4 separate regions of the Mus musculus genome follow, and all the other regions are linked to region 4. A link is a contact called in public HiChIP or PLAC-seq and promoter capture Hi-C data. All regions are on one chromosome and are shown on one strand. Each heading gives the region's core, a stretch centred on a gene start, on an enhancer-like site or on the middle of the called end of the contact. The rest is flanking DNA. Distances are from core to core; before and after follow the strand shown.

Evidence for each region. Promoter capture Hi-C pulls out the DNA fragments that hold promoters and counts their contacts. HiChIP or PLAC-seq counts read pairs in DNA pulled down with a chosen protein or histone mark.
Region 1: a FOXA1 HiChIP or PLAC-seq map of pancreatic cancer cells shows a contact between it and region 4. The contact joins the promoter of Zbtb42 here to the promoter of Tedc1 in region 4. A contact is called at or near these places in 5 of 39 promoter capture datasets (cranial neural crest, embryonic stem cells, hematopoietic stem and progenitor cells and 2 more), 6 of 484 Hi-C or Micro-C datasets (the C2C12 cell line, the G1E-ER4 cell line, LSK cells and 2 more), 8 of 115 datasets of contacts at active chromatin or transcription factors (the SCID.adh cell line, bone marrow-derived dendritic cells, bone marrow-derived macrophages and 5 more) and 2 of 9 other capture datasets (adipose tissue and liver).
Region 2: a promoter capture Hi-C map of liver shows a contact between it and region 4, with 2.1 times the contacts expected there. The contact joins the enhancer-like site here to the promoter of Tedc1 in region 4. A contact is called at or near these places in 11 of 39 promoter capture datasets (3T3-L1-derived adipocytes, the C10 cell line, the HPC-7 cell line and 7 more), 1 of 15 datasets of contacts at CTCF or cohesin (the NIH/3T3 cell line), 1 of 484 Hi-C or Micro-C datasets (B cells), 3 of 115 datasets of contacts at active chromatin or transcription factors (embryonic basal ganglia, epiblast stem cells and thymic regulatory T cells) and 2 of 9 other capture datasets (adipose tissue and liver).
Region 3: an H3K27ac HiChIP or PLAC-seq map of embryonic stem cells shows a contact between it and region 4, with 2.9 times the contacts expected there. The contact joins the promoter of Pld4 here to the promoter of Tedc1 in region 4. A contact is called at or near these places in 10 of 39 promoter capture datasets (the 3T3-L1 cell line, 3T3-L1-derived adipocytes, the HPC-7 cell line and 6 more), 1 of 15 datasets of contacts at CTCF or cohesin (embryonic stem cells), 3 of 484 Hi-C or Micro-C datasets (cortical neurons, palatal mesenchyme and uterus), 6 of 115 datasets of contacts at active chromatin or transcription factors (the NIH/3T3 cell line, T-cell acute lymphoblastic leukemia, bone marrow-derived dendritic cells and 2 more) and 1 of 9 other capture datasets (adipose tissue).

What each region holds. Positions count from the first base shown.
Region 1 is chr12:112,673,849-112,680,546 of GRCm38.p6, reverse strand. It overlaps Zbtb42 (zinc finger and BTB domain containing 42), which reads right to left and starts at 1,707. Exons shown (of 2, transcript NM_001100460.1): 1 at 1,602-1,707; 2 at 1-1,171. The coding sequence starts at 1,154. It overlaps Akt1 (thymoma viral proto-oncogene 1), which reads left to right and starts at 6,271. Exons shown (of 14, transcript NM_009652.3): 1 at 6,271-6,547. It overlaps Gm30150 (a long non-coding RNA gene), which reads right to left and starts at 6,071. Exons shown (of 3, transcript XR_381988.3): 1 at 5,850-6,071; 2 at 4,995-5,528; 3 at 4,577-4,856.
Region 2 is chr12:112,893,363-112,900,790 of GRCm38.p6, reverse strand. No RefSeq gene overlaps it. Among named protein-coding and RNA genes, the nearest start is that of 1700127F24Rik, 21 kb to the right of the region's middle. Within about 2 kb of position 5,605, at least 44 of the 459 cell types and tissues checked have an H3K27ac peak or open chromatin away from gene starts, as enhancers often do. A contact at or near this core is called in the HPC-7 cell line, adipose tissue and liver, where this site is marked.
Region 3 is chr12:112,757,138-112,764,002 of GRCm38.p6, reverse strand. It overlaps Pld4 (phospholipase D family, member 4), which reads right to left and starts at 3,348. Exons shown (of 11, transcript NM_178911.4): 1 at 3,220-3,348; 2 at 1,394-1,477; 3 at 440-606; 4 at 1-40. The coding sequence starts at 3,246.
Region 4 is chr12:113,154,312-113,161,434 of GRCm38.p6, reverse strand. Tedc1 (tubulin epsilon and delta complex 1) reads right to left here and starts at 5,014. Exons shown (of 8, transcript NM_134041.3): 1 at 4,864-5,014; 2 at 4,682-4,760; 3 at 4,072-4,274; 4 at 3,708-3,857; 5 at 3,268-3,366; 6 at 46-132. The coding sequence starts at 4,998.

The sequences.
Region 1 (6,698 bases), core at 458-2,957, 480 kb after region 4:
TCCCGCGTGTGGACCACAGCATGCCGGCTTAAGTTGTGTGAGTACTGGAAGCTCTTGCCACACTGCACGCAGGTATAGGGCTTCTCCCCAGAGTGTGTCCGTTCATGCCTCTTCAGGGTGTATGTGCAGGAGAAGGTCTTGCTGCAGAGTGGGCACGTGGGCACGGACCCCTCGGGGGAGAGCCTGGCACGGACACTGTCCCGCTCCCGGAAGTGGGCGCTGAGATGCAGCTGCAGTGCGTGGGTGCTAGGGAACAGCTTGCAGCATAGCGGGCAAATGCAAAGGTGCCTGCTGGGACCCAGCTCTTCACTGTCGAGCACTGGCTCTGCAGGCAGCCCAAGCTGCTGGCTGCCCGTCCCTTCGATGTGCAGTGGCTCCAAGTCCACTGCCAGGCCCTGGGCTGCAGAAGCACAGACTGGTGGTGGGGATCGGTCCGCGCTCTGCGGGCTGCTGCTATCTTGTTCTGAGAACGAATCTTGCTCAGCCTTCACCAGAGGCTGCGCCACTTGCTGTACGGAGCTGCAGAGGGATGTCTGGAGGCGACAGGGTGGGTGTACCTGCTCCGGTCTTGGGCTAGGCTTCAGTGACAGGTCCAGGGCCCCACTTGACTGCTCTGCAACCTGCCAAGACGGAGGTCCAAATGTTGGCAGGGGATGGGTAGCCTTGACCCCTAGAGATGGGTGTTTGGCCTTTGGTGCGGCTTGGCAGAAGGCAGGGGACCAGGAAGGCAGGGGGTGTGGTGGCTGCCCAGGAAGCTCTGTCCCCAGCGTACGGGTCTCCAGATCTGGGTCCTTCTTTCTGAGTCTGCCCTTGCAGACCTTGACGATGTCATACATGTGCAGGTAACTGGCGGCAGCCAGGACGTCCTCGACAGGTAGGTTGTGCAGGTCCAAGCGGCCCTCGTACATGAAGTCCAGCAGGCGGCTGAAGGCGGGTACCGTGACGATGTCGCCGTTGAGCCGCACCGTGTCGCGGCTGCTCGCGGGCTGATCCCTGTAGAAGAGATGGAAGTAGACACTGCACGCGGCCAGTACAGCGCGGTGCGCAGGGAAGCGCGCGTCGCCCACCAGAACAGTGCAGTCGCACAGGAACCCCAGCTCGCGCTGCTGCCTCAGGCGGCCCAGCAGCCGTACGCCGTGCTCCGGGAACTCCATGCCGCCGCAGTCATCACCTGGGCACAAACGGGACGCCTGTCAACACGCCGGGGATGCCGTGGCCCCCGCTCGCCCCGACGCGCCCTTCCCGGGTGCAGGCAGCCCACAGAGAGGCGCGGGAGTGACGCGCGCAACCGCCAGCCCTGAGCTGCCCCGGCACCTGCCCGGAGCAGGAAAAACTCGATCGAAAGTAAACAGAAGCCGCTCTGCCGCCGGGGCGGGGCTCGGGGCGCAGCGGAGGGGCCGAGCCGCGCGGACAGAAAGAAGTCAGGACTTCAGGCTGCCTCGCCCCCCCCCCCCCGCCTGCCGCGCCCCCCGACGCCAGAGTCGCCGCCCGCCCGCACCGCCGCCAGCTGCCACCGCTGCCGTCGGCCCCATTTATGGCAGCGCGGCCGTGGGGAACGGCCGGCTAGGCAGGCGGAGCCGAGTACCCGCCCCTGTGCTCACCTTCGCCGCACGCGCGGCTCTCCGCTCGTTCTGCAAGCTTTCCCGTGCAGCTCGGACCGCACCGAACTGGGGGCGGCGCGCCCCGGCCGGGAGGGCGCGGGGACCCGGACGGCGCCGGGCGGGGCGCGCACTAACTTGGCCGGCGGGGCAACGCCTGCTGCTTGCCCCGCCCCGAAGAGCGAAACTCCCGGCTGGAGCTGGAGGGGGCGGACCGGGCGACTTCCCGGAGCGGCCGAACCGCTGAGGTCACCTCGCTACCCCTTCTCTGTCCGCCCCACCCGGTCAGTCCCGCTAGAAGCTAGCCCGCCGCACTCTGTGACGGGAGGGGGTGCGGGACCCTCTCGCGATACTTGTCTCCTGGGCCTCTGTGTCCTCCATGGGGTCCCGACTGCCCTGGTGGACAAAGGGGCAGTTGCTTCTCCGTGGACTACGGGACAATGGCCTCGGACCCGTTGGAAGACGGTCCTTCAGATGGGTCAGGGCGCCAATGAGAGACCACAAATGTCAAAAAGAAATTCACTTCGCCCTATGAAGATTTCTCTTGAATTCACGTTAACACATCTGGGACAGGCCGTGGAGCTGGGGTCTCAGAGAGAGAATTACCGCCCTCTGCAGACCCTGGGCTGACAGTCAAGCGCACTAAGATCTGTGACAGAGGGCACTGGGTAGGGCAGATGTGGTGGGATGGGTTTAAGACACAATCACAGAGAAGTGGCAGGAGACCTCCGGAGTTAGGCAGACAGGTCACACACAGGATGTAGGAGGAGTGATATGGAGAGAGGCCAGGGCCGGCACCCTGGGCACAGTGTTCCAGGGGAATCAGGGTCAGCAGGGTTTGAGGAGACTCCTGCTTCTTCTGGGGAGAGGACGTGACAATAGAGCCCGGGGTTTAGAGGAGTCGAGGCCCCTTGGCATGGGCTACACCAATGGCTCCCAAGTGTGCAGGCGGAGGGGTATTCTTAGCTGAGGGGGCTTGAAGTTGCTTGAGACATCGCTCACGTTGAGCTTCATTAAGCTTGTCAGTTAGACACTCTCATTTACAGTTCTAGCGTGAGGGAGGGGCCACGCAGTACCAAATCACAGAGCCAGAGTTCCTATGGGGCTAGGCCCGTTCCGAATTTTCACCTTGCATTTGTTAGAAGTCCAGGGACCAATAATGTTGGGTGGGCACCACATAGAGAGCTGGAGGGTAAGTATGAAGGAGGTCTTGCACAGGAATTACAGGGAAAGGGGTTTGGGTAGAATATCCAAAGGCATTCTGGGTAGAGACAGCCGCTGAGTCCTGTCTCTCCCCCCAACCCCCTGCCCGGCTCATTAGACACTCAGAACAGAGTACCCAGTTGTGAAGTGGGGCTTTCTGGCTGTTGGGGACAGCTCCAGGGGGCCTGTTCAAAGTTGTATTGGAAGCCCAAGGGGGCTCCCAGGGTTCCTGGAGGACCTAGATTCTACAGGGAAGAAAACCAGTGTTGTACTAAACGGAGGTTGAAGCAGGGATATTTCAAGTTCTAGACCAGCCTGAGCTACATGGCAAGGCCCAGTCTCAACTTCCTGCCCTGGAAAAGAAATGTATGTGTCTGAAATGCACATTTGACTATATTTTCTTCATCTGGCACCTGCAGTAAGAAGCCTAGAGTCACCTGGCAGTTATCCAGGCACTGCATGGCTGAGGGGCGGAGCTTGGCTGCCCCCAACATAGGAGCCCGGCCGGGGGAGGGCCAGTTCCCTCTGACTGTCCAAGTATTTACCACCACTCTACCTCTGTAGGAATGGCCCACATCCTATGTTCAGAGTAAGCCCAGATCCTACCGTCCCTCTCTGGAGCCTGCCTCTGCCTCAGCCCCTCCCAGAATTAGCATGATTCTGAGCCCCAATATCCGTGGTTCTCAACCTTCCTAATGCTTCAACCTTTTAATAATACAGTTCTTCATGTTGTGGTGACTCCTAACTATAAAATTATTTTTTGTCGCTACTTCATAAATTTAATCTTGCCACTTTTACGAATCGTCCTGTGAACCATCTGCTTTTCTGATGATCTTAGGCGACCTCTATGAAAGGGTCATTTTATCCCCAATGGGTCGTGACCCACAGGTTGAGAACCACTGCCCTACCCCCTTAATAATAAATACCTCTGCTACTGGGGACTAGCAACACGGGAATCAGAGCATATTCTAGGGACCTGTGAAAATTAACTTCAGGGCATACCGTAAGGCGATGTGCCTGTGGTCCTGGGATGTTCTTTCCAAAGTCCCTGACACGGTCTCTCCTCTTTATTCCTGCCTTTGCTTGAAGGTCACGTCTTTAGTGAGTTCCTCCCTGATCCCTCTTGACCTGCAACCCATCCTGCATGGACCTGTGCAGAGTCCAAGGTTGTCCATCAAGGTGCGTCCCTGTTCCTTTAGCAGGCCACGCTTGTGTGCCTAAGCCTGCCACAGAACGGTTCTTGAGAAAATGATGGCTGGATGTTGAACGCTGACACCAACCAGCCCCCCTTTTCCCTCTTCCTCCATGTTGGGCAATGCCTCACAGCCTCGCCTCTCACTTACCCTACATAGGTCTTAGGGCAGAGAACCTGTGAGGTACAAAGACAGTGAAACTGCTGCCTGCAGGACCAGCCACACCTGCAGGGTCACTGGACATTCCTCAGACTGGTCCACCATCTGTGCTGAGAACCCTGACACCTGCCACTCCGAGATGCCTCTCTACTGGCATATAGATGACAGAGGCTATCACAGAGCCACAGTCCGGCTGCTACAGGCAGAACCTCTCTAGATTTCGGGTGCCATCTAACTTGGGAGCTGTCTCAAGAGCATATCTCACTATGTAGCTGATGCCCAGACCTCTTAGCTCAGGATAGTGCCTGCATCCTACCAAGCTGCCAGGGATGAGAGGGAGGAAGACCTCTGTGAGAGAGGGGGGAAGACCTCTGTGAGGGGGGAAGAGGGTCAGGAACCACAGGTTGGTTTGTTTGTTTTTGGTTTTTGGTTTTTTTTTTTTTGAAGATTTATTTATTATTATACATAAGTACTGTAGCTGTCTTCAGACGCACCAGAAGGGGGCGTCAGATCTCATTACGGGTGGTTGTGAGCCACCACGTGGTTGCTGGGATTTGAACTCAGGACCTTCGGAAGAGCAGTCATCTTACCCGCTGAGCCATCTCGCCAGCCCCCGGGACCAGTTTTTGTTGGAGAGCATGGCTGCAGAGCAGGCCAGTGGCAAGTCTCAGTAAGGCGGACCTTACTCACCTTGTGGCTCTGTCTAGGAGGCCCAAAGAGGTGTTGCCAAAGTGTGGACCCAGAAGGAGTCGCCTATCCCCCAACCCACTCCGGACTCGGGGGAAGATAGAGACACAAAGAAGGGAGGCGGGACTGGTTACTGCATAGAAACAGGGCTCACCACAGGTAGGAGCTGTCTCCAACAGTGGCTTCCAGGAAGAGCATCCGAGTGAGAAGGGTCACTAGAGAACAGCCAGAAATTGCTGTGTTCCACAAGAGGGCGCCCTGCTGGCTCTAACTGTGTAGCAACGGGATGGGGGAAGTAGGAGAGGAGGAGTTGGGGGCCTGGGGTGAAGGTTTGCTGGGCGAGTGATGGATATTTGTGTGACTCTCAGCCTCTGAAGGCCACTCTCAGGGTCAGGGATACTGCTGGAGCAGAACAGAACTGCTGCTGAGCCTCTGACTTAGCGCCCTGGAGGCTCTCTGAGCTGGGGCAGCTGTGCAGCAGATAGGGCACAGAACAGAGCCCCCCATCCCCATCCCCGTCTGAAGGGTATGGGGCGTGGCTGAGAGGAGAGTGAGTTCTTCTCCGGGAGTGGGGTGTGCTTCCCAGGTCAGCCCCAGGAGCCCGAGAAGGAGCTCCGATTTCCATCCTGGGCGATAGCGTGGACTACTAAATCTACCCTCTTGTTTACACTCCTGGTGAACTCTGACCCTTGTATGAAAAACAAAAAATGCCCCCTGGTTAAAAATACCAAACACATGAAGGTAAATTCACAAAAGGGTTACTATCAAGTCGGGCTTCTGGGACGAGGGAGGGGCCCTGCGCAGGAACTGCTGAGGCTGGCCGAAGGGGGAAGGACTGAGGATGGATAAGAGGCAGGAACCACCTTGACTCTTCAATTCCGGGACACCATAAGGAACCGCCCCCCAAGCCTCACCCATCTGAGTCCACAGCAAGGTCTTGGCTGACTGAGTCCTACCCCTGAATCTGCCCCCTCTGGGTGTCCAGGTGTGCTCCCGTCCTCCCTGTCACCTGGGGAGTCCTTATCAGTTGCTGTGGCAGGCAGTACTGGGTTGGATGAGCCCTCAATAGCCTTCTTTCTTGTGTTGGCTGGCCTTTAGGACACCGGTGACCGGTCTCTCCCGGCTCCCAAGATGGGGACAGTTGGGCCTCTTGAGAGTCAAACTGATTCACTTCCCACGCTGGCCTCCCTCCTTGGGGTCTGGAGAGCTAGGCAGGGAAGGGCCAGGTCCCACAAACCGGGAAACCCAGACCAGAGCTGGAGCTCTGGATCTGCGGCGGGGCTCCGTTACCCGCGTGGCCCTGGCTCGGGGCCACCCGAGGGCGGCGCCTGCGGGGCCGCGCTCGCGCTCACGGGGTGCCTCGCCCTGGCCGCGGGCCGCGCCGGGGGCGCCCGGGGCGGCGGAGGCGGATGTGGGCGGGCGGCGCGGGCGCGGGGCGGGGAGAAGGCGGGCCGGCGGCGGCGGCGGCAGCACCGAGTCGGCGGGCGGCCGGCCCAGCGCGGCAGCGCACGCGAGTCCGGGACCAGCGGAGCGGACCGAGCAGCGTCCTGTGGCCGGCACCGCGGCGGCCCAGATCCGGCCAGCAGCGCGCGCCCGGACGCCGCTGCCTTCAGCCGGCCCCGCCCAGCGCCCGCCCGCGGGATGCGGAGCGGCGGGCGCCCGAGGCCGCGGCCCGGCTAGGCCCAGTCGCCCGCACGCGGCGGCCCGGTGAGTGCCCGCGCCGCGCCCTGTTCCGGGCCGCGGCCACCCCGCTTTGTTCCCGGCCGCGCCGCGCCTCGGAGTAGGAGCAGGAAGTGGCCGAGCGGAGGCCTGGGCGGGGAGCGCGCGGGGCCGGGCTGGTCGCGCAGGAGGCCCACGC
Region 2 (7,428 bases), core at 4,356-6,855, 260 kb after region 4:
TGCTGGCTCACACCTGTGATCTCAGCACTCTGGATGCGTAGGCAGGAGGATTGCTGCAAATCCGAGACCAGCATGAGCTACATAGTGAATTTCAGGCCCAAACAAACACCCTGCCCCCAACCTGGCTCCGAACAACAAGTGATTTGATCATGGTTCTGACTTCCATACATTCTATATGAAGATGAAACCTGAAATATGCTTTCAGACAAATAGGAGTACTGATGGCCAAAAAGGTAAACGCGTCTTGAGGGGCCAGAGCTCTGAGGTCCCCAAGTGCCACATGGCAGCCTAGAGATGCTCGTGTGTGTGTGTGTGTGTGTGTGTGTGTGTGTGTGTGTGTGTGTGTGTGTGTGTCCCTGGGACCTGGGGCTCTGGAGTCTACACTCCCCCCTGCTGTTTGATGCTTTTTCTGAACAGCCTGTGGGTCCCTGAGACAGTGACACATTGCTCTGTGCTGGGTGGTGAAGGATTCCCGTCTTACACCATTCAGCCAATAGAGAGTGAGCTGTGTGGAGCTGTGTAACCTGAAGGCAGTCACCCCAAGAGTGATGGGTCTGGGAACATAAACGCCTCTGGTGCGTCCCTGCTGTCAGAAGCCAGGTTTCATCTAAAGAGGCGTTCGTTCTCTCTCTCCCTCTCCCTCTCCCTCTCCCTCTCCCTCTCCCTCTCCCTCTCCCTCTCCCTCTCCCTCTCCCTCTCCCTCTCCCTCTCCCCCTCCCCCTCACCTTACCCCTCCCCCTCACCTTACCCCTCCCCCTCTCCTTCTCCCTCTCTCAAACACACACACACACACACACACACACACACAATTACCATCACCAGTTCTTTTTTCTAGAACAATTATGGTTTTTAATTTTTTAAAAAATTTTTCTATGTACGTATGTCTTGCCTGCATGTATGTCTGTGCACCAAGTGTATCTGCAGAGGCCAGGAGAGGACCTTGAATCCCCTAGGAATAAGTTATAGGTGATTGTGAGCTCCCATGTGGGTGCTGGAAGTTGAACCCAAGTCCCCTGGAAGAGCAGCTGCTGCTTCTAACCACGGAGCCCCCTCTCCGGCCTGAATTATAATTTAAAAACTACACTTATTATTTATTTAAGTATGCTTACACACGCACACACACAGGTGCCACAGTGTTTATAGGTGTCAAAGGATAAGTTCAGTGGTCAGTTGTCTCCTTCTACCGTGTATGTCCCAGGGCTTGAACACAGGTTGTCACCTTTACTCACTGAGCCACATCATTGCCCACCCCCTTATTTTATTTTATTTTATTTTATTTTATTTTATTTTATTTTATTTTATTTTATTTTATTTTATTTGTTGTTTTGAGACAGGGTTTCTCTGTGTAGCTCTTGCTGTCCTGGAACTCACTCTGCAGACCAGGCTAGCCTCAAACTCAGAGATCTGCCTGCCTCCTTAGGTTTCAATTAAAGGCGTGTGTCACCACTCCTAGCTTCTCCGTTTTTTTCTTAATTAGATTTTTTTTTCTTGGCACTTTTTGGTTAACCCATAAGCTGCCCAGCCATGTGAGTTAGTTTTGTCTGTGACAAACAGCTGCTTGGCTATGGCTATCACTGTGTGATTTGCTGAAAATCCATTTTCCTTCAACTTGACTTCAAGCATCAGTCTGCATCCTTGTGACAGACCACGTGGTTTTGATGACCACAGCTTTACCGTAAGTTGGTACATTGCAATTGGGTTTTTTGGGTGTTTTGTTTTGTTTTTACAGTTGTTTTGGCCCTTCTAGGAACCTTACATCTTCACAGGAGTTGTCAGGTCAAATCCCCAATTCCTATGCCCAAAAAGCAAGTTGCTTTACAATTTTTTCTAACAGATTTCCTTCTTTTATTTTATATTAAATGTGCGAGTGTCTTGCCTACACGAATGTCTGCACACCACACATGGGCTGAGGTCACAAAGGAGCCTCGGATGGCCTGGATCACTGCAGTTATGCATGGTTGTGAACCACCATGTAGGGGCTGGGAATTGAACCTCAATCCACTGCAAGAGCAGGCAATGCTCTTAACCACTGAGCCATCGCTCCAGCTTCATGTCTTCCAGTTTTCACATAATTCTGTCTCATAAGAAGTTGTAGCAATGCATGCACCTGCCATCCTCTGTGGAGGTGTCCCGCCTGGCTCTCGGGTCTCCTCGGGGCCTCACAACTTGTCTCCTAGCCTGCGTTTGTGTATTTTGATGACACTCTTTTTATTTGGGTATACATAAAAAGATTTTATTTAGAAACTAGAAGACAGTGTGGCGGCCAAAGCTGAAGCTGCTCGGAGTCAAATGAGTTCTTTCCTCGTGGGAATTATCCAACGAGAAAGGGCGAGGAAGCTTCGTTTATGGCACAGGCAAACGATTGTTCCTACAAAGCTGTTCCAGCCCCTGTGCGACTTTGTGTGTCACCCTTGGCTTTGCTCCTCAGAAATAAACACTATTACAAACTACCTGTCACGATCCCCAGTTCTCAAACTAACAGGTTTCTATGACATTTTTATCATGAATGTAGAGTCAGTAAGACAGCTAACTCTGTCTGTAATCACAGCCGCTGACAGGAGACTGCTACTGTTGTCCCTTACAGTCATGGGTCACACTCTCCCCCGCCCCCTTCATCAGGCCCCTGACAGCCGCTAACTCATTCATCTGCTATGGGTTGGGCAAAATATCCTCCAAAGCCCCTGTGGGGAAGGCTTCATCTCTAGTGGGAGGTGGGGGTATAGCTGTGAGCTGATTGGCTCACAGGGCAGCAACTTCATCCGTGAGCTAATGAACTGGAGAGGTCAGACAGGAGGAGCCATCATAAGCTGGGGCTGGGCTGGAGGACGTGAGTCACAGGGGTGTGCATCTTAGAGGACGTCTTGTCCCTTCCCGCCCCCCCCCTCGGCTTCCTGGCTGACATGAAAGAAGTGGTTTTCCTCTGCCGCTCGTCCTTGCCTTGTCACAGCTTAAAAGTAACGGAACCCTGACTGGGTTGGAACCTCTGGAGTCCTGAGCCAGATTCCTTCTATAAGTCACAGTGACAGAAAGCTGACTGACTGCTTCTGTAATCTGGTCATTTTAGAGATGTGTTGCATTGTACAATAAATAACCTTTGAGGCTGGCTCTCTTCCTCGAGTCATTAATAACCACACAAATTATAGTGCACGTGGACAGCGTGTCCCTTTCCTACTTCTGGGTATTACGCCATTATGTGGACTCACTGAGGTTTGTTCCGCTATTGAAGGACACGTGTTATTTCCTCTTCCAGACAATTAGCAATAAAGCACCTGCCTGTGTTACTGTACACATATCTGTGAGAGGGCATTTTCTCAGTGCTCAGGAACAAATGGCCAAGAGTGTAAACACTGGGCTATAGGCTAAGTGTATTTTTACGTTTTTCTTTAAATTAGCAAATTTTATTTTTAGGATACTTTTAGGTTTACAGTAAAATTAGGCTGAAAGTAGAGGTCCCACGGACCCCCTGAGCCCTCAACCTCTGGCACCTTCTACTCCCAGAGGCTCCTTGGCTGTGGTTGGCCCACCGCACTTATATATAGTGCTGTATCTATTCCCCCCCCCCTCCGCATCCCCTATTTCCCCGCCTTTGCTGAGCCCCAGAAGTCACTGATCCTGTGACTGTTTTCTGCCTTTACAACAATATCCTAGTGCTGGGGTCGCACGGCGTCTCTGCAGGCTGGCTTCCTACGTAGTCGCATAGATTTCAGTTCCTCCATGTTTTCCGGAAATGATGGGCTCATTTCTTCCCGCGAAGGAGTCGTGGTCTATCCTCTGGATGTAACACACCTACTCATCCATTACTATTTAAGAACACCCCGGTTGGGGCTGGAGAGATGGCTCAGCAGTTAAGAGCACTGGCTGCTCTTGCAGGGAGGTCCTGAGTTCAATTCCCAGTAACCACATGGTGGCTCACAACCATCTGTAATGCGATCCGATGCTCTCTTCTGGTGTGTCTGACGATAGCTACAGTGTATTTGTCATTCATATACATATATACATACATACATATATATATATATATTATATATATATTATGTACAAAAAATAAAGTTCCTGGATGAAGTGTTTTACTGGGTTCTCTTCCTCTCTCTCCCTCCCTCCCTTTCTCTCTCTCTCTCTCTCTCTCTCTCTCTCTCTCTCTCCCTCTCTGTATGTGTATGCATTCGTGTGTATCTGTGTGTACATGTACACATGTGAACACCTTGAAAACCTTGGTGCATGTGAGGAAGTCAGAGGGACAACTTGTGGAAATCATTTTCTTTCTCTACTACGTAGGTCCCTGGGATGGAACTTCTTCCCTTCCCTTCCCTTCCCTTCCCTTCCCTTCCCTTCCCTTCCCTTCCCTTCCCTTCCCTTCCCTTCCCTTCCCTTCCCTTCCCTTCCCTTCCCTTCCCTTCCCTTCCCTTCCCTTCCCTTCCCTTCCCTTCCCTTCCCTTCCCTTCCCTTCCCTTCCCTTCCCTTCCCTTCCCTTCCCTTCCCTTCCCTTCCCTTCCCTTCCCTTCCCTTCCCTTCCCTTCCCTTCCCTTCCCTTCCCTCCCCTTCCCTCCCCTTCCCTCCCCTTCCCTCCCCTTCCCTCCTCTCCCCTCCCCTCCCCTCCCCTCCCCTCCCCTCCCCTCCCCTCCCCTCCCCACCCCTCTCCCCACCCCTCCCTCCCCTCTCCCCACCCCTCCCCTCCCCTCTTCCAGCACCCCCCCCCAATCCTGCTGTATAGCCCAGGGTTGCCAGAATTCTGGATCCCCTGCCTCAGTGTCTCAAGCGCTAGGATGACTGGCACCATCAAACATGGTTCTTGTTTTCAGTTTCTATTGCCATGGCCCTGAGCTGGGAGAGCCTTTTCTCAGCTGTGTGCAGTCACACAGCCAGTCATGGGTGTTCTTCATTTCCATCAGGGTGGCTTGGGTCTTTGTGTTCCTTTAGACCCTTTCCTGGGACTCTGCTTCTACACTCTTATTGCCTGCTGGGCTCATTCACCACTTCCTCCATTGGACGTGACCTTAGCCTCTGTGTCCCAGCTGGATCCCTCGGCAGGAGCTCCTGTCTGATTCTCCTGCACTTCTGTCCTCCATGACTCTGAGGCTGCCTCTGCCTCTGCGGACTTTGTGTTGCCTTTCGACAGGCTTGTCAGTCTTGCTCACGTTGGCCATGATGAGCAGGCAAGAGAACCGCAGTTAACAAGCCGACAGTGCTGTGGTGGTGACACTCATGCAGAAGACATGTCCTGATGCCCAGCAAATGGCTTAGCCTTGGTGAACACCACTACAGCCTGTGTTCCTGGATTGGGGGTGGAACTGGGCACTTCTCTGATTGGCAGCTGCTTCCTGAGGGCAGGTACTCAGGCCAACCCAATGCTCTGGACTTTGTAAATGGCTCCCTTCTCTCTCACCACGGGGTCTATGACATGCCTAGCATCACAAGCTGTGATAACCTGGTGAATCTCGGATGAACAAAGTTCATGAAAGAGGGGTATCCTCCCGACAGGCTCCAGAAGAGTCCTGGCTGAGAAGCCACCAACAGCCTGCTTCCCCAATCCCACATTCTCAAACCTCTGCTCTGGAGAGTCCTGAAGTTCACGGTTCCTCTCTCCAGCTCCAGGACAGTGGTGCTGCTTCCTCCTGGTCAGTGCCTTGCTGCTGGTAGGAGGAAGTTCCTGTTTGGCTTTATGAGAAGTGTCTGCTTGATTTCCTGAGTGGCTGCAGCCCTTGCTGGGATCTTGCAGGGCTGGTGTTCTGCAGAGATGGACTTCTGAGCTGACTGACACTTTAGCAAGCCCAGTCTTCTGAGCTGCCGGAGAGCTTTGGTCCTCTCTCTACTCTGTGGCTTTCTCCCAGTAATGCCGTGCTGATTTTAAAATTAGCTCGCTCATTTCCAATTATAAAGTAGCACTTGCTCATTTGGGGAGAACTGTGAATGGACAGGAAAGTACAGAGACTGTGTGAGCGTCGGGGGTGGGGTGGGACTCTCATCCCACCACGCAGAAACAAGAGCAGTGGTCCCGGGCTTCCCCTATGCTTGGTTCTCTGTTCTCTTTACATGTGTTTGTTCCCATGCAAGGCTACATGGCATAGGTCATACAGTCTCACCCTCCGTCATGCTCAGCTCATGCTTTGTGGTTTTCTGCTGACAGGCAGAGCATGTCCGTCACCCTCGTCCCCGGGCTGCTACTGGCATCGGATCTTTCCCCAATGTTCTTCTTTCTCCCCACTGAGTCCTTCACCCCCACTAACCTTGTATCCTGCAGCCTGGCTGGCTTCTCTTGCTTGTCTCTGCTTTTGAGAAACAGCCCAAGCTCCATTGGTGGAGATTGAGTCATCTGGCCAATTTGCTGTTTAAATTCCTAGACACTAAATTGCTGGGTTGCAGGTCACAGAACATTTAGAATCCCTGCTGCCAAATCGCTTCCAAAGCTGTTTTCTGATTTATACACAGGAGAGCTCGGCTCTGAAGCCAACCAGTTGAAGCCTGTCACAGGAGAGTTCTGAGATGATAGCATCCTCCTCCTGCACCCCCACCACAGCAGCCCTGTGGGGTGCCTGAGCATCAGCAGCAGGGCTAAGAAGTGCCAGGAGAGAGTCCCCATCTGCATGGCCTGCATGGCCTGCATGGCCTACATGTAGCCCATTGTAGGCGGGCACAAGAGCACTGGAATTGCCTGACCAAGAGCTTCCACCTATGGAGGAATGGCAAGAAATGAGGACCACGGACTCCCACCCCCTTCACACTGCTGGCCCGCCCATGCACGTCCTTATGGGTCCCTCTGACTTTCACAACTAGGTGGTCTTTGGTTCTGTCAGGATGAACCATGTGAAAGTGCTTTTTTTTTTTTTTCAGTCTAAACAGCCACATGGTGGCAATTCTGTGTGATTCCTTCTACTTAGGCATAGCTGGAATTCAGTCAGCCTAGTCTGGGATGCCCCAGTTCCCCTCAGCCTCTAGGGGTACAAAGAGGGAAAGAGGTTGGCCCACCACTTAGAAGTTCACCATGGCTGGGGAATCAGCCTGGTCCTGCCTTCAGGATGTCTATTCTGGATTGACGCCTCTCCCTCCTCCTCCCCCTCCCCCTCCTCCTCCTCCTCTTCCTTCTCTTCTTCCTCCTCTTCTTCCTCCTCCCCCCTCTCCCCCCTCCTCTTCTTCCTCCTCCTCCCTTTCCTCCTTCTCCTCTTTCTCCTCCCCCTCCTCCTCTTCCTCCTCCCCCCTTTCCTCCTCCTCCTCCTCCCCTCTTCTTCTCCTCCTCCTCCTCCTCCTCTCCCTTTACCCTCACCTTCTCCAGAAATAGTGAACCGCCCCAGGGCTTTCCATGCTATAAGTCCTCCAGGAGTCCTGTGTTAGCCTGAGGACCTCACCTTTGCTCTCCCTGGCCCCTGAAGCTTCTGGCATAGCCTGACCCGGGCCATGCAAAGGCGACTCCATCTCATTCTTCACTCCCCCGCT
Region 3 (6,865 bases), core at 2,099-4,598, 400 kb after region 4:
AAATGGCAAGTCCTCAGGGATGCTTTCCACAAGGATGAGCCTAGGGACAGAACCCAGGGCAGACCAAGCTGTATCTATCGGAGCCACTGGCCAGCCATTTGTTCCATTCCTGCCACCCAGCCGGAGGGAGGGACTGACCCCAGGTGGCTCCAGGGCCTGAACCCAGGCCAAAGGTACAGAAAGAGGACAGTGAGATGGGAAGTTTTAGCCTGAGTCCCCCAAAGCTGAAGTACAGGAGACTATACAGTGAGGAACCTGGGGATGGGGCATGCTCAGCCCAGAGGGGCCATGAGGTGTTCTCTTGGGGAATCCAGACTCCATCCCTGGGACAATCACAGCCTTACTGTGAGCTAAATCACCCGTTCAGGGACCCAGTGAGGCGGCACCCAGCCCAGACACATAGCCTACAACCCTGTGAGAACCCCTGGTGTACACTCACTGACAGGAGTTATTCTGCTGCTCAGCGTCTCCTTTCAGGGTCTCCCAGGACCAGGAGGGCACTTCCTCAGGGAACATCCGATGACTGGTGAAAGAAGTGGCCCCTTGCCACAGGAACAAGATGAGAGTCACAGAGCTGAGTCCCAGTACAGCTAGCATCCCCAGTACCTGCATGAGGTGACATTTCAATAGTCTTCCTAGCAGCCAGGACAGCCCTCCCTGTCCTATAACAGATACTGTCCAGGCTCTTGGGGAGGGATTGGGGGTGAGCAAGAGGGGATGAGGGACGCACAGAGCAAGGCCTGGGTGGTGTAGGTGGTCCATAGCTTTCTCTATGGTCCACTCTGCAGCGAGGAGACCTAGACAAGATATGCAACAGGCTAGGTCACCTTGTTCTGGTGTGCACCCCCCACCCCCACTGCAGGGCTAGTTTTGTACCCTCTAATCAAACCCCCAGACCTAATCTTTGGGAAATTAAGAAAGTTTGGGGGCCTGGAGAGCTGGTTCAGCAGTTAAGAGCACCAACTGCTCTTCCAGAGATCCTGAGTTCAATTCCCAGCAACCACATGGTCGCTCACAACCATCTGTAATGGGATTCAGATGCCCTCTTCTGGTGTGTCTGAAGACAGTGACAGTGTACTCATATACATAAAATTAAAAAATAAATCTTTAAAAAAGGAAAGAAAGAAAGAAAGAAAGAAAGAAAGAAGAAAGAGAAAGAAAGAAAGAAAGAAGAAAGAGAAAGAAAGAAACAAAGAAAGAAAGGAGGAAAGAAAGAAAGAAAGAGAGAGAGAGAGAGAGAGAGAGAGAGAGAGAGAGAGAGAGAGAGAGAGAGAGAGAGAGAGAGAGAGAGAGAAGGAAAGTTTGGATGTGGTTCTGATTAGGAATTGGGCTTAAACTTGTTTTCAGAAGACTGAGTCCCTGGCCAGACTTCCTTTAGGATCTCCTGACCTACCATGCCAAGTCCGCTATGTGGATCATGAGATGTGGAGCAGGGCCAATCAGAGACCTCCACTGCTGTCTGGAGTGGTATCCGCATCTGTACAGAACAGTCTGTGTCACCAGCAACCCCAGCTCCATGGTGTCACCTCCTTAAGCAGTCCCTACAGAGGCACTCTCCAGCCTTCAGACACCAGTCACAGCTCAGGCATGGCCTCCCGCATGGAACCCATGCCGGCTGAGCCTACACCTTTCCCAGGGCTGTGTCCTGCTTGTACCCTATGGCTCCCTCAGTGTCCCCTGATTTGGTGTCTTGAGTATGTGAATCTCAGTTCCTTATTCCAACCACAAGTGAAACCAGGCCTGAAAGTGCAGTTTCTGCTTGGGCTGCCTCATCCACCCTTCCTTATTAGCTATGAGCAGCTGCTTCCCTTCCCCAGCTGGCCCCCAAGTGTGGCCCCATGGTAGGCAGCTGGCTGTAAAGTGGGGCATGGCAAAAGGGCCACCAAGAGCCAAGCCTGGCCCTGCACTGCTGTCAAGGCTGGGGACGGCAAAGGAGGCTACAGCTAGTTAGGGTGGAGAACTCACCATGTTCCTTCAGTGGAGTCACTACAGAGTCAGGCCAGTCATTCAGGAGGCCCTGTGCACCCCAGATGGGTCACCCAACCCCTGGCACAGACACGAGCAAGGCACTGACTTCCCACCCTCCCAGCCTGAATGCTGTTTGGAACCTAAGGCACTGTATGATTGTAGTTGGTTGGTTGTGGAATCTGGGGGCTTCTTCAGTTCTGTGGGTCAGGCTATCACTCCAAGAGTGGTGAGACTAATTCCACTGTCCCTTAAGGGTTGTCTTGGACAGCAGCCTGTAGGCATGTGGCTAACCTTAGCACAGGGAATGGATTATAGGAGATAGGCCTGGGGCTCTATCTACCCTCGATGCCCAAAGTTACGGGGAAGTGGAGCCTAGAAACCACAGTGAGAGGATGGGGGCGGGGGAGAGGACCAGAGTCACCCACAGAGGCCCAGCACCCTCTTACCAGAGTTCCTTGAAGAAGGGAGTCAGGAGGTCACTTCCATCCAGATCATGGCTCATGTTCTTAGATATATCTCCCACCCTACCCATAGCAGGCAGCTCAAGTGACCGAGGCAGCTTCAGAAACCTAGCTTCTGGCTCTGACCAGTCTTATAATGTCCAGTGGGGCACAGACATGAGGTTCTGGGCCAGGGTTACCAGGCAGGGCTATCCCTCAAAGAGCTGCTGGCCTACCTCTCCCAGCTGCTCTGAGAGAAGTGTTCTCATCCCCTAAAATAGTTGGATTGGCAAAAAGGCAAGAATGCAGCAGCCGTAATCTGGGACTTCCAAGGGCCACAGACTTCTGACCTCCTTGTGGTCACTGGGAGCTACTCTGAGGTCAGGGTAGGAGAACGATGAAGGGCGGCTCTAAGCATCTGCAGACCTGTCACATCCTTGGTCCCTGTGGGTCTTTCGAATCCTTGGGGTGGGACTGTCTGGCTAGAGGGAAACACTCCCTGGTACTGGCATATCAGGAGAGGGGTGAGCTGGGGGATGGGCTTTAGAGCCCCCTGAGCCTCAAGGTTCTGGGGTTCCTGCCCTGTGGGCTAAACTGTGGACCCGAGGCGTGGGATAGGACAAAGCTGCCCAGTGGCTGGAGACTTTGATACCCATTGACCCTGGATCCATAGATCAAGCAAGGAGTGGACATCTGCCAGCCAATCTGGGTGGCTTGTGGGACCTAGGGTGCTGGGAGGAGGGGACTGTGGGAGGTAGACAGACACCCCTCTTGAGGCCCTCTGTCTGGCTCTAGCCTGGCTACCACTTACCTCTGGGTGCTCTTTCTTCTTGTCCATCCTGGTTCCAGCCACTGTCTGCAGGCTTTGCCTGTGCAGGCAGGCACCTGCCTCCTCTCTGGCCTGCTGCTTCCCCCTTCCATTCACTTCCTCTTTGTTCTGAGCACCCCACCCCCACGTCAAGACAGATCGGGTCTCTAGGGGGCGGAGCTGAGAACTTTCACCTCTGGAGAAAAATCTACCCTGCTTGCTCCTAGAGAGGGTCCCTCAGTCATAAACCAAATGTTGGAATTAAGTTTGACTGCAAACACCAAAGTCTCAAGTAAGAGAGCCTCAAACTGACTTAACTTCTCCAGGGGCTCATATATTGAAGACTGGTAATTTTATTGAAGTTGCATCATGAGCTAATTAACAAATTGTGCAATGATAGCCATGATGGGAGGAGGTGGAAACTGTGGAAGGTGGGGCCTGATTGGAGGATGTAGGTTTCTGGGGCAGGACTTGGCTCGCCATGTCTTATGCCTGGGTTCTTCATCTCTCTCTGCTTCCTGTCTGTTATAGGGCAAGCTGCTTCCCTCTGCCTTGCTGCTGTTACTATGCCTGGCCACACTCTAGTTCCATGGGAATGGCAACAGCTGACATTGGTTAAAACCTCTAAAGCTGCAAGCCAAAATAAGTCCTTCATCCTTCAAACAGTTTACCTCAGGTCTGCGTCATAGTGAAGAAAAACTGACTGACCCACCAACCATACCCTGCAACCAGTTTCTGGAGAAGTTATCAGTGACACAGTCACAGGAAGTCTTAGCCTCCAAACCCTGGAATTCAAACTTCACAGCCCTAGAATGGCTTCCAAAGCTCAGCCATCACCTCATATCCCTAGCATAGAATGAAGCATCCCCAGAACACTTCTGGAGACTGGAAAGGGAACTTCCATTTATCTATATTAGCTACAACTCAATCTACGCTTGGCCACAGGGCCATACCTAGCTGCAAGGGAAGCTGGGATCTGGAGGTAGCCATGACTCACCCCGCTGAGGAATTCAGGTGAGGCTGTTCCCTGGCCTGTCCACAAACATAGGCTTACTAGTGGCTCCTTGAAGGGATTCTGCCTCCCCTCATAGTCCAAGATGGATCTTCTGAAGACCAAACCTTGTTGCCTTTAGATCAGGGTCTTGGGAACAGCCCCAACTTTGAACAGGGTCCAGGTTGACTTCCCTCCTCCTTGGCAGGCAGTAGGCCTCAGTTCAGGGATATGGCCTCAGAGTGTCCTCAGGGGAAGAGTGCCAACCTCACAGGGTGGGGAGTACTCCTGAGGAGCAGGGCCTGACCTCAGTGACCCGTGTCCAGCCTGGTGGGCAAGAAAGTGAGCAGAAAAGGGACCATCCTTCACTTCCTGTGGGATAATGCCCTAACTTGGCTTTGGGGTTGTTGTGGGTTATCCACCAGAGAAGACAGCGCAGACATGGGTCTAAGCCAATAGATTCAGGATCCCATTGTAGCCCCAAGCCTTTCTCAGGGTGAGCTTTTTTTTTAATGCATTTTATACAACAAACATATTAATAATATTGAGTATTTTGAGCATCAAATAATACATAACAATTTGCTCAATTTTATATTCATATCCTTTCATACCCTAAAAATATCATTAATGAACACTTATTACTATCCATAACTGAGGATCCTATATCTAATGTTGAATGCTAAATTGTTCCAAAACATACAAAGTATTCTTTGGGAATTAAGCATAGTAAAAGAGCATAAAATATTAAAAATGAGTCATTAAGAAATATATTCCAAAGCCCTTATATGATACCACCTGACATAATGAGAGAGAATTTATAACATATTATATATCTGTGTATATTGTCTAACTATAAGTTTACTTTAAAAAGATTATCAGTGTCTCTAGGAGAGAAATTATTTCATCAGTAAGTATATTTTTAAAATTTCAAAATAGCAAAAACTCTTTGAAGTTAAACATTAAGAAAATTCTAATTTCAAGCACAGTGAGAAAAATTATCAGTGATATTTCCATGATGCTTGTAGAACATGATTTTAATATTTTCAACTGTTAATATTCAACAAACAGAATAATTATTTTAAGATATATTTCATTGTTATGTCTCCCTTTTCATTTCTGGTTTTATTAATTTGGATACTGTCTCTGGTTAGTCTGGCTAAGGGTTTATCTACCTTGTTGATTTTCTCAAAGAACTAACTCCTGGTATTCTTGATTCTTTGTGTAGTTCTTTTTGTTTCTATTTGGTTGATTTTATCCCTGAGTTTGATTATTTCCTTCCATCTACTCCTCTTGAGTGTATTTGCTTCTTTTTGTTCTAGAGCTTTCAGGTGTGTTGTCAAGCTGCTAGTGTAAGCTCTCTCCAGTTTCTTTTTTGGAGGCACTTAGAGCTATGAGTTTTCCTCTGACCACTGCTTTCATTGTGTCCCATAAGTTTTGGTATGCTGTGTCTTTATTTTCATTAAGTTCTAAATAAATAAAGTAAAATAAATTCTAATAAAATAGTCTTTAACAGCCCCTATGCCTGATGCTCTCAATAAATACTTTCCACGTATAGGAGGGCATTCAAGCCCTGCAGCTTCAAGGAAACCCAAGCCCATCTAACACAACTCCCCTCCCCTGCTACATCTGAGGCCAGGACTGGACACGGTGTGCATCATCACCCTGGGAAGGATTTGTCATGAGTATATCTCAGGGATCCATGGGGCCCATGGGACAAGGGCCGGTGGAACACCCAGCACAAGTCTCCTGACAACACTAAGACTGGAAGTATGGTGTCACCCTGTGGTGATCAGCTCTTCCTAAATGGCTACACCCTAGGTCCTTGGTGGGCTGGGACGGGGACGATGGATTTTGGAGATTTCTTATAAAGCTGAGTATCTTTGTCTTCAATTTCTTTTCTATTCCAAAATGTGTCTTGTGGCAGGAAATGCCTCAGTATTTGTCAGGAGGGCTAATAAATGAGGAGCCACCCAAGCCAATGACAAGCATGTTCCTTTGAAATTTGGGTGGAAGCCTCCATGACCCAACAACTCTTAGTGCCTACAAAACCCAAGTCATATGGGTGATGCCAGCTTTGACAGTAGCTGGCCCAACTTGTACCATGGCTGTAACAGCCTGTGATGGCTGAACATAGCAACAAAGCGAGAAACAACCATCCCAACAGCCTGTAAGGGAGCCATCCTAGCACTCTTCTCAGAGCAAAGGCTTCTGGGGGAATTTACACCTTCATACTCTTGAGCCTAGGTCTTGCCAATTCCTGTATTACCTTCAAGGCATCTTTCCTAATATCACAGTGCAAAAATGTTTCCTCCTATTTCTCTTCTACCTCCTCCTCCTTCTCTTTCTTTTCCTCCTTCTCCTCTTCCTCCCCCTCTGCCCTGCCTCCTCCTCTTCATTTTCTTCTTCAAGGACCAGTTTCACTTTGTAGCTCTAGCTGACCTGAAACTCACTATATAGGATCAGGCTTGAAATTATAGAGATCTTCCTGCTGCCTCTGCAAAGCTAGGATTAAAGGTGTGTGCCATCACACCCAGCTAGCTGTCTTTTGGTTTTGAGACTGGGTTGTAGTATGTCACCCTGAAATCATGAACCTCATGCTTTAGTCTCATGTTTCTTGGGTGGGAGGTTTGAACCACCAAATCTGTTATGTTGTGTACG
Region 4 (7,123 bases), core at 3,765-6,264:
GGCAGGGCCAGAACGGGCAGGGGAGGCAGAGAAAAACGTCCTCACCATCCACTGCCAGAACACCAGCTCACGGCGCCGCCACTCCAGAGCTGCCTCCAGGCGGATGTTCTCACTCTCCAGTGCTTGCAGAAGCTAGGGGAAAACCACAGCTGACACAGACCCGCTGACCCACCGACCTGCCGACCCACCGACCCGCTCCTGAGCCACTTTCTAGACCAGGGGCCTTTGACCAGAGTGCTCTGTCCAATAGCCCACTAACTGGAAGCTGTCCCAAAGCCTGCATAGATAACAAGGAGCAGGGAGCCCACTGGGTCATCCCATGTAACTGTGGGAAGAGTTTGCAAGTGATGAGGACTTAGGCATAGCAGAGGGGCATGCGACAGAGTTCAGACATGCTTAGGGGGTTAGGACAGGGCCAGAAGATAACCTTTGCCCACCCTCAACAACAGAAAGCTTGCTAGTCTAACAGCTGTGCATCAGTGACAGAGCAGCACCTCTTCCTCTTGGGGTACACTCCCTGCTTAGCTAGAGCCAGAAGCTGCTAGCTCTTTATCTCCCACCCTTGGTCCTCTGGCTGGTAACCCCCCCCCCCCCGACTTAGGGAATCCCTTCCGAATGTCGATGATCCAACACAGCTGACCCTTCTGGAAGACAGAATGCTCAGCAATCTGTAAACTGAGGGTGGATGCCAGGGATGCCCATAGGTGCCAGGCCTAGTCACAGGCACAACCTACACAAAATGTAAGTGCTCCCACATTTAACACCTGCACGAGGGACCCAGGGAGAGGACCCTTGCAGATGACAATACGTGCCAAGCCCTCTGCACCTCAGACCCCCAAACCAGGCTCTGCAGAGAAGTTTCCCATGGCCTGAGAAACTGGAGAGAGACCCTGAATGCTAGCCAAGGCCAGTCCATTGGGGCAAACACAAGAGACAGGAGATCAGAGCCACCACTTAGCCATGCGCAGAGATGGGAGAGTGGTGAGAGATGTAAGCAGCCAGCCAGATCAGGGTGAGTGGAGCACAGAGTGTGGTCCACAGGTGTACCACCCAGTACCAAAGAGCAAAGACCCTACCCACAGATACAAGGCACCTAGACACACCATCAGAAGGGCAGATAATACAGACCCCAAGAATAGTCCCCAGGGGCACAGTGCCCCCAGACCGTGGGGTATGGGTGTGATAGACGAGCAAATAAACCCCTTCGCTTTGCCATGGCTCCACCCTCAATTCTGCAGTCTCCTGAGGCAATCTCCCTGAACCTCCTCCCAGTAGGAGCAAGGACACAGAGGTGCAAACAGAAGGCTGTGGGCTCCACTGTGATCCAGGAAACTGACTACCAATGCAACAACAGGCCTGGCTGCTCACACACCAGGCACACACCATTCCAGAAACTTCTGGGACCTGTCTGCGGGTGGGCCAGATGCAGGTTTTAGCCAGCTCCTCTCCAAATACAGGAAAAGAAGCTGACCTGAGGCCTTGGTCCACTTAGCTGTCCACAGTCCTCCGTCTCAGCACAGGACAGCTTCTGAGACAAGTGGTGCCGTAACCAGCGGCCTCCCCGCACCCTGCCCCTGGAGTGGTTCTGTGGGAAAGTCCCAGGCAGTGCTTGACCAAGCATGGGAGGCCTCTGCTATAACCCAAAGTCCAGCAGTCGAGTCACATTCAAAAGGGGGTCAGAGGCAGGGGTGTGCATAAGGACCCTTAAGTCTATCTCAGCACTTCAAGGTCAAGCGCTGGCCCTACAAGGCTGGACCCAGCCTGGGATTTATCTAGGGATACAGATCCAGCTGACACCAACGGCCAGGTACCTGACCCAGGAAGCACCTTTGCTTCAGAGCATACAAATCACCAGAGCACAGAAGGAAGCCCAGATCCGGAATCTGCCAACCAGCCTTGTAGCAAGAGCCCCAGAAGATGACAGGAAGAGTGGGAACCAGGAATCTAGCCATCCGCCCCTCACCCCATGAGCCTCTGCTTTCACCCACCCAGCCATAGGACGGACGGGCCTTTGAGAGGGTAGAGTCTGGACTGGAGAGGGAAGAGGCAAACAAGGGAGTTGTGCCTGGAAGAAGGCAGCATCTGAGCCCCAGTTCAGGTGCGTAAGAATACAAGCCTAAGGCCGGCAGAGGCAGCCAACCACTCGGGCTGGTTTAAATCCAGCCCCGAAGTGATGCCCAGTCCTGAACCTGTCCTATAAACCTCGGAGATAAGCTGAGCAAAAGGAAGACACCAGTGATATAGATGGGTAGGACCCTAGAAAGGCAAGGAAGGATGGAAGGACAGCACAAGGGGAGCAGGGGTGGGGTGGGGTGGGGACCAAATATCCTGGGGAGAAGCTGGGATGGGGCCAATACTGACACCTTCCTTGGGCCTCGTCATCCCCGGGGTCTCATAGCCTACTGTTCTGCAGGGCTCTGCTCGCTCTCTCACTCTCCCTCTTTATAAAGATTTGTTTATTCTTTTTTGTTTGTTTGTTTTTTGTTTTGTTTTGTTTTGTTTTGTTTTTCGAGACAGGGTTTCTCTGTATAGCCTGGCTGTCCTGGAACTCACTCCGTAGACCAGGCTGGCCTCGAACTCAGAAATCCGCCTGCCTCTACCTCCTGAGTGCTGGGATTAAAGGCATGCGCCACCACTCCTGGCAGATTTGTTTATTCTTATTTATCTGAGTACACTGTAGCTGTCTTCTGACATACCAGAAGAGGGCATTGGATCCATTGCATATGGTTGTGAGCCACCATGTGGTTGCTGGGAATTGAACTCAGGACCTCTGAAAGAGCAGCCAGCACTCTTTAACAGCTGAGCCATCTCTCCAGCCCGGCTCTCTTAAGATTCAAGTCTATCAGGAAGCTCAGGAGCCCACTGCCTAGAAAAGCCATGCTTGGAAAGAAGTAAATGGCTCCTGGGCAACGAAGGAGGATTAAGGCCTACAAACATCCAGGCCAGTACCCTGGCCTTCCTGTTAACCTCCCCACGCTGATTCCTGTGAGTCTAGCCCCAGGCTCTGAAGGACAGCCGGCCTGCTCACACTCAGGCTTTCCTACCTCCAGATACGTCAGGTAGAACTAGAGGTTCATCTCAGACCTGACAGCAGTGTTTTCCCATTCCAGTGGTCCCCTTCCGGAACCCCAACTGTGACACTAGCCACCCACAGTAACAAACGACAGTGATTGGCTGTCAAAGCCTAACACCAGCCGGGTATTTCCCCAACAGACCAAACACCCTGCCATGAGGCAGCGCCCACTGCAGCACCCTGCCAATCCTCACCTGCTGACCGCTCTCTGGATCTCTAAGCATCTCTGTTTCGGCAACAGAAAGATGGCCAAGGCTCTGTTGGCTGTGGCATCCCTGCGTGTACAGGTGGATCTGTAATAGGTAAAATAGCCAGGCTGGGGAGTAGCTCCCAGCAAGATCTTTCAGCCGAATATGGGCACCTTTAGAGACCACTTATAACCAGAAAGGACAGAGCTGGGCTCAGGATACCCCAGTAATACTGGGGGCAGAGGCTGCAGAAGGGCACCAGACAACTTCACCGAGGGCTTCCACACCTTGCTCACCAGGACACAGGTAAAGCACGGTCCGTCCCTGCTTGTAAAGGTCAGAGTTGGGATAAGCCCAGCAGTCCAGTGGTCCAATAGTGGTGACAGAGATGGACCCCAGGGAAAGGCAGCCTGGGCACAGGGTGAAGAGCCATGTGCCTGTATTACCTTGCTGAGGAGGATACACTGCTCCTGCTGACTAGAGATCAGGCATCGCCACCTAAACCGCAGCCTTCCCATCAGCCATTCCACTAGTCGGAGATCCACGGGGCTCTTTGGTTCCACAAAGGGTGCAGGAGGACCAGGACTGGTTGGGGCCTCACAGTAGAGAGGGAACAAGAGTCAGCCCTGCTATACATCCCATATCTCGAGGAAGGACCAGGACAGGGAAGCTGTACTACTGACGTACATCCTCAGCTTCAAAGCTGGATGAGAACCACACCAAGGGCAAATACCACATGAGCTGGAAGCCCGGAGAAATCCACGGGTTCTGGGCAAAGCAGGGCTCTGACACCCTCAATTACATACTCACCTCCCACTGGGGCAACTGGTCACCCAGCTGCACACGGGTCTGGGCAAGCAGCTGCTCAAGCAAGGGTCCTCGGGCGAGGAGCCAAGACAGGGCCAACAGCAGTTCCCGGCTTCCCTGAGAACTGCCGTCTGGAAATTGTAGCAGCACAGACCTGGGGTAGCCTTGGGAGCCCAGTGCTGATTTCACCACACAGGCTTGGGCCTCTGGAGTGGGAAATGATCAGATCAGGGGGTGCTAACCTGGAGATTTCACCTGGATCCCTCTGGGGACCTGAGAGCACCCCCTAAGCTTAGAACCTGCTAAGCGTGGACTAAGGAGGCGAGATCTGAGAGTCTATGAGGAGGCAAAGTGATAACCAACGGGCAGGATTTCTGTGAGTGGTTGGCCAGTCTCAGCGTTTCACTGGAGTGATAAAGCCACTACTACCCAGGTAAGCGTGGTAAAGGCTAGTGGGAACTTATACTAATGGAAGTGGGCGCAACAGCGAGAGGAGCAGGTGCCTGCAGGAAGGGAGGAAACAACAGAGGAGCTTTGATGGGGCGGGACTTGGTGGGTTAAGACAAAACTACAATAGCCTTGGGGAGCGGCTTTCTGAGAGGGCGGGGCTTACCTGGGGCAAGGTCGGTCCAGGTATTGTTTGCAGCAAGCGGTGAGAGCACGCGCAAGAGAAGCTGCCAGAGCACTGGAGCCTGAAGCAAACGAGGAGTTTGTAGTCAGCGGGTATCAGGTGTCACCTACATCAGCCCAGGCAACGCCTGCCCCGACCCCGACCGCCTACTCGAATAGCCTCACCGCCTCAGGTCGATCGAACTTGGCGCGGCGGAAGATTTCTGGGCTGGGCCCAGCAGGCAGGCACCGACTCAGCGCGGCGACAGCCTCAGGCAGGGCCCGGGCAGCCCCTTCCACCCGGCTCCGCCGCCGCCGCATACAGCCAGCACTAGACAGCCTCGGATTGCCCGCTCGGGACCCCGACCAATCACAGTTCCGGATGAGGCCCGCCTTCTCCCCTCAGGCCCAATGAACGATGACTCTGGCGTTTGAGTGCCTACCAGTCTATCCCGTAGGCAGGCACTTCCGGGGTCGGGGGCGGGGATTGGAGGTGCCAACTCCGTTGGAACTCACCAATCAGCACCTCGACTTATCAACCGCCTTAGCAACCCCGGGCTAGGGAAGCGCGAGGCTGGAGGGCGCGCATGCGCCCGAGGTGTTCCCTGGAGGAGCGGAGGAAGGAGCAATGTGGCTCCACCCAGCCACGAAGGGAGTGTCTCTGCGAAGCCGCCCTGGAAGGAACCCGCCGCCAGGGGTCGCCAGGCCTCCGCGAGAAGCAGCTGAGCCCTGCGAAGTGGGTGGGGAGTTCCGGGGGCCACGTCGCCAGAAGTCTCTTCGGAAAGCCATCCTCCCTCTCATGTACAGCCAGCCCCAGACTTCCTTGTCCCCATATTCATTCTTCCTCCAGCCACTAGAAGAGCAGTTTTTAAGGAAAATTCTCCACTTCATAAAAGGGTGCGGCCCTCTCTTTTAAGGTTGAACTTAGTTTTGCACTCAGCCCTTCAGGAGCAATCTTGGTAAGCTTTGAGAATCCCGCAAGGATTCACAGTAGCTACATGACAATGGCAGAATGAACCCAGAGTGCAACCTGATGCACGGGGAAAGACATGCAGTCGGCAACTATCCTCCGCAACCGGCATGAGCCTACTACGTGGCTACAACCTAGGTGAAGCCAGAGCAGCCTCTGTGGGAAGCCGGATGCGAAAGATCACATTATGTGCGCCAGTGCGTGTGGAGGAGGGCCGGACAAAGGCCGGACGCTGCCAACGGTGATCCAGAGACAAGCCTGTAGGCGACGAGTGGCAGGAAGAATTGCTGGGGCGAGACCTGAACGCTCGAGCGGACACAAACTAAGCTTTGTGCCCTCGATGTCGCCACCAAAAATAGTTGGAGCAGCGGACAGACAGTACTGCGTGTACTCTGCATCTCAAAGCTAGGAAAGAAGAGGCAGGTGGAGAGGGAGAGGGTGCGGTGCGGAAAAGGAAAGTGAGGTGAGAGGGAGGGGCAGAGCTGTCCCTTGGCACCTGCCAGTTTAACGGCGGTCTACAGGATGGCCACGCCCTCCGGAAGTGCGGAGACTGCGGGCTCACCTTTACCTTGACCCTCCCTGTGTTTTGCTGCAGACCTTCCTCTGCTCATCTGGATACCTTCAGCTATTCTGCCTCAGGGTCTCCTCCTTCCTGGCCCCTTGCCACACAGCAAATGGCCTCGCCCAGCTAGTTTCTACCTGCTCTTCCTGCCCTCGCTTCAGAGCCATGCTATACTGCACACCTTAAACACGAAGCGCCCTGAAAAGCACAAAGACTTGAGTTCTTGTCTACTGTGCCAAGGAACTCCTGATACACCCTTATGGAACTCTCTGCCGCTTAGGCTTCTTTGCAATACTATACACTTCCCTCACCTGACCTGCTCATTCCTACAGGCCTCTCAGGTTGCTGGAGGCCCAAGTCTACTCCAGTTGAGAGACGTGGATCTGGGCTCGAGGGGCTGGAAGTATGAGGAAGACAGGGGCCTTAAGGGTGGAAGACAACAGGGGAAAGTGAGTTTCTGCCCTTCACCCATACATCTCTTCCAGGTCCTCTGCAGGTCTGGTTGGACACCAAAGATACCCTCACCCCTCCTAGTAGGAAACTAATACCGAAGGTGGGCTTCTTCTACTCCATACTGTGGTCACCTCAAACACTATGGCCTCCACCTATTGAAATTCCAGAATCACCCAACAATACACACTACACTATACTACACTACACTGCAGACCACTTACTGGACTATCCAGCTTGTTCCTGCAGTGTAGGTGCCAAAGATGAACCCAGGCTAGACCAGGACACTGCTGAGACCTTTGTGACCTTGTTAAGTCCAAAGGGTTTTGAATGGCCAGTAGCATAGGGAAGGCAAAGCTGAGAGCTGCCTGGCTCTACAAGGGTTTCCAGAAAGCCCTTTCCACTGTCACCCTCAAATCCCATTAGAGCACTGGGTCACCCAGGGCACTCCTGTTCAGGGAAAA